2 separate regions of the Rattus norvegicus genome follow, and region 1 is linked to region 2. Evidence: chromatin contacts called from public Hi-C data. All regions are on one chromosome and are shown on one strand. Each heading gives the region's core, a stretch centred on a gene start, on an enhancer-like site or on the middle of the called end of the contact. The rest is flanking DNA. Distances are from core to core; before and after follow the strand shown.

Region 1 (4,142 bases), core at 82-2,581, 310 kb after region 2:
TTTTGTGATAGAGACCATTAAGTCGCACTGAGTGCTCTTCCAGAGGTCCCGAGTTCAAATTCCAACAAGCACATGGTGGGTGGCTCACAACCAACCATCTGTAATGAGATCTGATGCCCTCTTCTGGTGTGTCCGAAGACAGCTGCAAGTGTACTTATGTATAATAAATAAGTAAATCTTCAAAAAAGTTAGCTAATAAAGTGAAAAAAAAAAAAAAGCCAGCGTTTATCTAGTATGGCTTTTAGTAAAATGTGGCAGAGAACATATTTCCAGCATGCAATGCATCCTGCTTAAAAGATACACAGGCTTTTTTTTCTGATGAGGCAGGTAAACAACCGACTTCAGTAAAGGTTCAATTTTATTTACTAAGCCACGAGCTGATTGATACAGTCTCACTTTGAAGCACAGGCTGGCATGAAACTAGTCATTTTCCTGCCTCAGCCTCAGAAATCATGGGATTATAGGCAGGAGCCAAGAATGGAGAGGATCAATCGGTAAGATAGGTTACAACGCTGAAACCAGAGTTGGTTATTTTTTCAGAACGTTTTCGGGTTTCTTTTTTAGCAGTTATATTTTCCCTCGCTCACAAGGTCCAGAGCCCAGACCTATGATAGACTGTTTCAGACAGTATCACAGTATGAAATTAATCAAACATTTGAGAAGTTAACTAGCAAAAAAGTAAGTTTTAAATTATGAGCGATTATAAAACAGGGAAACTGTCCAATCTTTGGAGAAGCCCTGGAACTTCCACAACGATTTCCTCAACACGTGCCCCCGGTATGATGCCGACATGGGAAACCAGGTCTGAGGCGTCCTATCAATTTAATTCTTATGAGAGCCCGCAGGTTTCCAGCGCTGGGTCTATTACCCACGCAGGGCCTAACGTGAAGCAGCGGAGCGCGGGAGCAGCATTTCTCAACTCCAGCAGAGGCCCGCAAGCGGAGAGCGCCAAGAGCTCCGGGCACAGCTTTCGCGCCCCTTTCCCGCAAACGGTAATTCTGGCGGGACCTGGGTGGGCCGGTGTGGCGGCGGGACAGGCTAGGCGCGTGCGGACCCCGCAGGCGCTGTGCGGCGAGCGGGACTCCCGCTGCCGGAGCAGGCGGGAGCGCGGCGGAGCCGGAGATTTCTGGCTGAGGGGAAAAGGGCGCCGGGAAGCAGGCTATTATGGGATGTGAGGCTCCCGGGGGCGCCGGGCTCCTTACCCGCCAGTTACTGTACAGTCTCTTAACTCGCCGGTAGTACGCGTCTTTGTCCAGAGTCACAGCCATAGCCCTGGACGCCGCTTTCCGTCGGGCTCCGAGAATCACGCGAGGTCCCAGCTCCGCCACCCGCGCTCGGCCCGGAATCCCGCACTCTCTGTGACCCGGAAGTACCGACCGCTCGGTATCCCCTTCCGCTTCCGGGTCCCTATAGCGTCGAAGATTTTAAAAAGCAAAAAAACCCAAACAAAAAAAAACCCACCACCCAGCTCGCTCTGTAGGGTAGTAGGGGAAAGGCAACAGAGAAGGACGCAAAAGTGGAGAAATCAACAGAATACTGTTGCAGAGCTGGTTCGCGGGATCTGGAACCTCTCTCCGCCGCCAGAGGCTACCGTCACGTGACCCGCCCACTTTTCGAGCTCGGGGCGCTCTAAGCCGCGGGCAGAGGTGGGAGGGGAGCAGAAAGAGCGGGACCCGCGAGCAACCAAGCGCTGAGGAGTGAGTCCTCTGCCCCAGGGCAGGGCCTTGAACGCCAAGGGGAAGGCACTTTTAACCAAACTCTGCATCCCAAGAGAACGGAGCCCACCTTTGCAAATAAGCTGCGGGGAAGGCAGAAGCAGAGTAGGAAGATAAATGTTCAGGTTTCCTTTAAGAGATGTGCTGGTAGGGTGGAAGGAAACAAATAGCTTGGAGTGGCTCCTAAACTTTGTAGTTCTTCCCAGCCCCCTGGGGACCCAAGTCATGAAGGCACCTTTTTTTGTCAGCGGGTACTTTGCTGTATTTCATAAAAAGCAACATTGTCCTCTGGTTTTCCCCAAGAGAATGGTCATCTTGGTTAATTGAGAAAAATATATATGGTCCTTGAAATTCATCCTCGTCTAAGAATGTGGAGCACAACTCAATATATTTCACCTCTTTATCTTGTATCATTTCCCTGGCTTAAGCAAACTGGACAATCCACGGTTGATTATATATGCCTTTAGAGGGGTACAAGTGACTTTTCTATTCGTGGTAACAGTATTGAATACAGAATGATGTTTACACTATTACCCCAAAAAAATTAGTATTTATATTGTTTGAGGAAACAGAACATAGGAAGAATGGAAAAGGATTAACTTAAATTTATTAATGCCAAGGGGAAGGAAGGTAACAGTCCCTGACCCTCCAGCTGTATCCACAGTTTGGCCAGGAACAGGCTCTGCCAGAGGCTAGGGCCAGCGCTACATAGTCTGTGGTTAATGGAGGTGTCTGGGGAGGGGTGAGCACACCAGCTGCTCTAAGCTCCTTTGCTCCCCCAGAAACGAGGAAGTGGTCATTTATTATTTTTTAGGAGTTCCCCTGCCCACCCAATCCTCTCAAAACTGGGAGCAATCGGGTACGAGTTTTTTGTTTTTTTTTTTTTCCTTTTTTTTTTCTTTTCCTTTTCACCTCCTGAAGTCTTGGGTTTCCCCATATTGTTCCCTGCCCCTCCCACATTTCCAAAGTCCAAGGGCCAGAGTAAGGGATTCCAGCAGCCACCCAGCACGGGTCTATATTAGGGCTTCAGTCGTCAGCATCATCACTGGAGTCTGAGTTGGCTGGCATCATAGGGTCATCAATGAGTGAGAAGTCCCTTTCTGAGCTATCATAGCCCTGAGATAAATCATCATCATCTTCATCCTCCTCTTCATCATCGTCCTCATGCTGCAGTGTTGGTAACCGCAAGGCAGTACCAGAGGTGGTAGTAGCTGGTGAAGAAGGGTAGCCAGTGGTTCTCAAGCCTGGATGGTGATGGTGGTGATGGTGGGGGTGGGGGTGGTGGTGGTGATGATGAAGCATGGTGCTGGAGTCTACATGAGGGGGTGCTGCTGCACCACCCATCACAAACGGCATGAAAGGCAGAGATGCAGAAGTGGCACTGCTGTGACCCAGAGACGACACAGACTGTAGGTTACTACTGCTGTGTTGAAAGGTGTTATGCAGAGATAGGGACCCAGTGCTTCCACCCTGCATCAGGGCCATCATCTTAGAAAGGTCTGGTCTTGTCCTGCGGACCCGTTTCTTGCTGTTTTCTGGTGCAATAGGCCCTGGCAAAACCCGGTTGAACGCAGTTTCAGCATAGTGACCCTGTGAGGTAGAAACAAAAGAAGACAGTAAAAAGATGGAGGTTTGGGAGGGAGAAAAGGGGAAAAAAGGACCTGACCCAGAAACCACATGTGTCCTAGCTTGGAAATGACTGCCCAATAATCAGATTTGGCTTTTTGACTGGTGTTAATGGAGGTATCATTGATGCTGAAATCAATAATTTGATATTGATAGCCATGCGAACTGTAAGGTTTTTCCCCTGCTTCATATGACATACTTTTCTGCAACTTTTTCACAAATGTCTTCTCCTTTGCTAGTAAGGGACCTGAGTAAGACAGTGAATGAATCAGTACATGAGTGTAGGCTGAGAGCAGGTTGTTGGCATGATCTTATGTGACTGCAGCACAACTACATAAGACATTTACATTTATCTTTATTATTACTTAGGAGCAGGGTGGGTTTAGGATATCCAAGAAGATTATGGGAAACTTCTTACCAAATTTAATACAAATTTTCCTCATCGATTAAAAACATTATCTTTTGGGTGTGGTGGCTCATGCTTCAGGCCTTTAGAGGGTAAGGCAGTGTAACTGCCAAGAGTTCAAAGATAACTTGGGATACAGCTTTTTCTTTTTTTCCCTTGCCTTTTTCTTTTTGTTTTGTTTTGTTTTCTTCAAAACAGGGTAGACCAGGTGGACCTCAAAGTCACGGAGAACCTGCCAATGCCCGCCTGAGTGCTGGGATTAAAGGTGTATGCCCCACTGCGCACAACTACAGTTGTTTCTAAGCCAGATTGAGCCATTGAGTGAGATTCTATCTCAAAAACAAACAAAAGAGGGACAAAGAGCACCCGCAAACCTCTACAACAAAATAAATCAT
Region 2 (4,173 bases), core at 1,637-4,136:
GGGTGGACTGTGAAGACAGATCAGGGTTCAGCAGCACTTCTTGATTTCAGGACAAAGAGAAGTCGCCCCTGGACCTGCGACCTAGCTTTGTCTTTGCCCCAGTAAGTACTGCTTCCCCCTGTCCTGCTGCCCAGATCCAGGCTTCATTGTAGTCCGTGAAGAGCACTCTACACCCCCTCCAATGGTTCCCTCTGCCTTCCCAGCCCCTTGTCCCCCTTGCTCCCTCCCTCCTGACCCCTCTTGACTTTAAATGTATTTAATTTTACTTTTCGCTGGTGCATGAGGTGTATGGGGGTACATGTGAGCCATGTGGAGGTTAGACAGCTTTCAAGAATCTGCTCTTTCCTTCCTCTGGAATTTGAGGGGGTCAGATCCAGATGAGCCTTCTCCCCAGCCTGTTACATTACTGATGGATCTTACATGTGTTTGCAGTGTCCCCATGAACTTCCTTGTCCTCAGCTGAACGCCGCCAAGTCCCTGGCCTGTAGCTTCTCCCAGGCCTATCAGCCTATCCCCTTTCACTGGGTATGTATCCCTGGAGTGCTGTGCAGGTGAGATGGCCTAACCTAGGCGAACAGAATAACCTGGAGCTCTGTGTGACTTATAGTATGAGGGAGGACTTCAGGCATGCAGAGGGAAGGGAGCTATGGTTCATTCCCTCTGAACAGCTCCATATTCTTCTTGTAGAATAAGAAACCAAAGGAGGAAACGTTCTCCATGGTAATCCTTGCCAGGGGTTCTCCAAAGGAAGCTAACCGCTGGCCCCGAATCACGCAGCCTGTTCTTAAACGGCCTCGCCATGTGCATTGTCACCTCTGTTGTCCAGATGGGCACATGCAGCACGCTGTGGTCACAGCCCGTCGGCACGGCAGGTAGAGGAGATACGGCCATCTGAGTGAGTGTAGCAAGAGCCCGCAGCCCACTGAACACCTCTCTCTCTCTCACGCCGCAGGGATTTATATCGCTGTGCCCGCGTCAGCTCCTGGGGAGACCTTTTACCTGTGATCTCTCCATCCGAGTTTCCTCCTCCGTCCCCGGCTGAAGAGCCCCCTGAGAGTTGACAAGGATATTCCTCCGTCACACCTGCCAAGGGCAAAGCTACCTGGTCCAGGAAGACAGCTCTGGTACCCCTGTGCTTGTATTTGTTTGAAATTTTAATAATAAATGTTTTTAAAGAACAGAGGTGGATTTTATGACTGCTTAAAGATACGGGGTCGGTTGTCCTGGCCTGTCTGTAATGAAGAGAGTGCAATGTCAGTGTAGAGAGACCTCACTGCTTCAAAGAGACACTTCCTTGAAAGACATGGAGGATGGTGGGGAAAGACACACTGGCCCTGTGAGAGACTCAGCAGGGCTCACCCACTGGTCATGCGGGCCTCCTGAGAGGGAACTAGCAGTTAGCCGACTCCTTTACTGGTTTCTTTCCCTGGAGTTTGCCTCATATTTCCCTCAAGGTTAATCTAGTCAGACACTTCTGTTTGTTTGGTTTGTTTCCATTTCCTGTTTCCATGCTAGAACAACCCCAGTTCACAACAAGAAACGTTAAGCCCCAAAACAAGAGGCTACCTACCAGTGAGGCAAGGGTACCTCAAGTCTGCCCCTGCACAGCAAGCATAATTCCGAGCTATAAGGGAAGGCACGGAAGAGGGCTGGGGGCAAGCAGATAATATCACAGGCTTTGATAAAGGTCAAGGCTTTTAGATCTCTTGGCACTGAGGGACATCTGGTAGACCATTCAGGTCCAGCAATCTGAGGTCCAGCACGTGAGGTCCAGCACGTAAAGCTTGTAAATTTTCTTGTATGATGAAAGTGACAAGATTAACAGTTGATAATTCTAGGACTAGATGTCAACAGGGACATGGCAGAGCTTACCTTGACTAAAACAAAGAATGTGTTGTTTGTTTGAAGTTTGTGGGTTTCCTCAAACTTTAAAGATAAAAAAAAAGTGTTTTAAGTTTTTATATAAGAGAAAAAAGCAATTGACTGATTTCACTGGGGGATATGGGGAGGGCTTCATCACAGAAACAGAAGTGACAGGTGGGGCATAGTAGCCCAAGGCTTTGGAGAAGCAGAGGCAGGTAAATCTCAGTTTATCAAGGCTAGCCTGGTCTACATAGTTCCAGGCTGGCCAGGGCTACACAGTGAGACCCTGGGTCAAAAAAAAAAAAAAAGTGACAGTATCCATGTTGTAACAGTAGGGAGAGAGAGAGAGAGGGAGGGGGAGAGAGGGAGGGAGAGAGAGAGAGAGAGGGAGGGAGGGGGAGGGGGAGAGAGGGAGGGAGGGAGGGAGGGAGGGGGAGAGAGGGAAGGAGGGAGGGAGGGAGAGAGAGAGAGAGAGAGAGAGAGAGAGAGAGAGAGAGAGAAAGAGAACAGATCCCTGGGAATTTCCATGCCTGGAGCTATTTTTCTAGAGTTAGAGGAAAGGGGACTCTCTTTGCTTGCTAATTCACACAGAAGAGTAGCAACTCCACCCCCTTTACCCTCAGGTGGCCCCAAATCCTCTCTGAAAGGGTTCAGTTCAAGTATCAGCAGAGCAACCTGTAAGACTTAGGATGGGGTAGAGCAAGCCTATGGAAGGCTTATATTAAATGTCCTGACCATGGCAGGACCAAATTAACATAACTGGGACCTAACTACCATAGGTTGTTACACTTGAGGTCAGATCAACCCCAGACATGAACTAAGAGTCCTCAGAGCGCTTGGATTAGTCACAGCATAGAAGAGAAAACTTCTCTGAGCTGTACCTGGCAGGGAGTCTGGAGTTTCTGGTTTGGAAGCTCAGGAAGGTGTGAGGCAGGGGAGGGGCCTCCAGATAGTGGGAGGGTTGGTGGCTGGGGCTGAGCCCTCGTCAGCTATGCGGCTGAGGGCTGTGTAAACCCAGACAGTGCAGGGACAAGAGGGTTAGCAACAGTCCTGAAATTCACGCAAGGGAATACTCCACTTTGGCTGCTTCAACCGTTCCTCGCTGCTTTCGCCTTTCTGAGGTCTCTGCTTACCCTACACCCCAGAGATGGAGGTGCTACCAGGAGTTAAAATTGGCTGTGTGCTTGCCCTCCTGGTTTTCACACTGGGCTGTGGTCTTACTCCCATCTACGTCAAATGGTTCCAGACGGATGCAGCAACAGGTATAGCCCCCACTGACTCTGTCCCTCACACTGTCTTACCTCAGACCTCTCCTAACATCTGGCTCTGGTTCTCTCACATCCCTCCAAAGACGGCGGGGAGCGCTGTCTGTTGCTCTTCATTCATTCCCATTGACCTCGTCGCTAGCTGGAGAATAACCCCGGCTCTTTTATTAGGTCACCACCACAGGGTTCTCAGCCTCCTGGGCTGCACCTCTGCCGGTGTCTTCCTGGGAGCAGGGTTGATGCATATGACTGCTGAAGCCCTGGAGGGAATTGAGTCAGAAATTCAGAAATTCGTGGTGCAGGTGGGTAGCACAGAAATCAAGTGTCAGGGTTATGGAGCCGGGCTGATAGACAGAAGCTAGAGACATCGGGACCGCTTAGATAAGCACAGCCCACGGGTGGGACAGCAGCTGTTGGGTAGGAATGGGAGCGGTGGTCGGGGTGAGCATCCAAGGAAAGCTTGGTGCTTGAAAGGGCAGGCAGGACAAGGACTAGAGCTGCCTCAGACTCAGTCTAATTTCTGTTTCTGCCTTCCTAGAATAGTACAGGAAGTAAGGGGAATTCTTCTCGTGATGCTGCTGCCAGTTACGTAAGTATCTACTATTAGCCCCTGTCTGGAGAGTGAGGAGAGCCTGGACTTTTCATGCCCCCTTTGATAAGTGAAGGATACCGGGACTCTCTTCTCTCAGATCAAATAATTTAGAGAAAGCCAGTGCCGGGCCTAATCCTTTGTTCGTGGACCTCAGAAAAGGCTCTTGGTTGACTCCACCCTTCCTACCTAAGACACTCTGACCGGCTGCCCTCAGCCCCCTGGGTCTCTCTCTCCTCTGTACGTCTACTCTCGGGCTCCGTGCGCCTTTTTGTCCTTTTGCCATTTTTTTCCATTCTCCTCTCCTGGTCCCGTGTCCATTCCGTGTATTGTCTCCTTCCGCCCTGGCTTATGGTTCCTCTCTCTGTTCCTAGGTGGAGTACCCCTACGGAGAACTTGTCATCTCCCTGGGCTTTTTCTTTGTCTTCCTTTTGGAGTCGCTGGCCTTGCAGTGCT

What was found. A called contact is a pair of places that touch in the nucleus more often than the background predicts.
Region 1: a Hi-C map of kidney shows a contact between it and region 2, with 6 times the contacts expected there. The contact joins the promoter of Supt16h here to the promoter of Slc39a2 in region 2. A contact is called at or near these places in 2 of 12 Hi-C or Micro-C datasets (frontal cortex and kidney).

The regions. Positions count from the first base shown.
Region 1 is chr15:27,376,983-27,381,124 of GRCr8, forward strand. It overlaps Supt16h (SPT16 homolog, facilitates chromatin remodeling subunit), which reads right to left and starts at 1,332. Exons shown (of 26, transcript NM_001107261.1): 1 at 1,203-1,332. The coding sequence starts at 1,268. It overlaps Chd8 (chromodomain helicase DNA binding protein 8), which reads right to left. Exons shown (of 37, transcript NM_001347661.1): 37 at 2,303-3,305. The coding sequence ends at 2,742.
Region 2 is chr15:27,061,351-27,065,523 of GRCr8, forward strand. It overlaps Slc39a2 (solute carrier family 39 member 2), which reads left to right and starts at 2,887. Exons shown (of 4, transcript NM_001107260.1): 1 at 2,887-3,125; 2 at 3,300-3,430; 3 at 3,667-3,717; 4 at 4,092-4,173. The coding sequence starts at 3,011. Mettl17 (methyltransferase like 17) reads left to right here. Exons shown (of 14, transcript NM_001427254.1): 11 at 51-101; 12 at 433-525; 13 at 688-872; 14 at 953-1,180. The coding sequence ends at 1,061.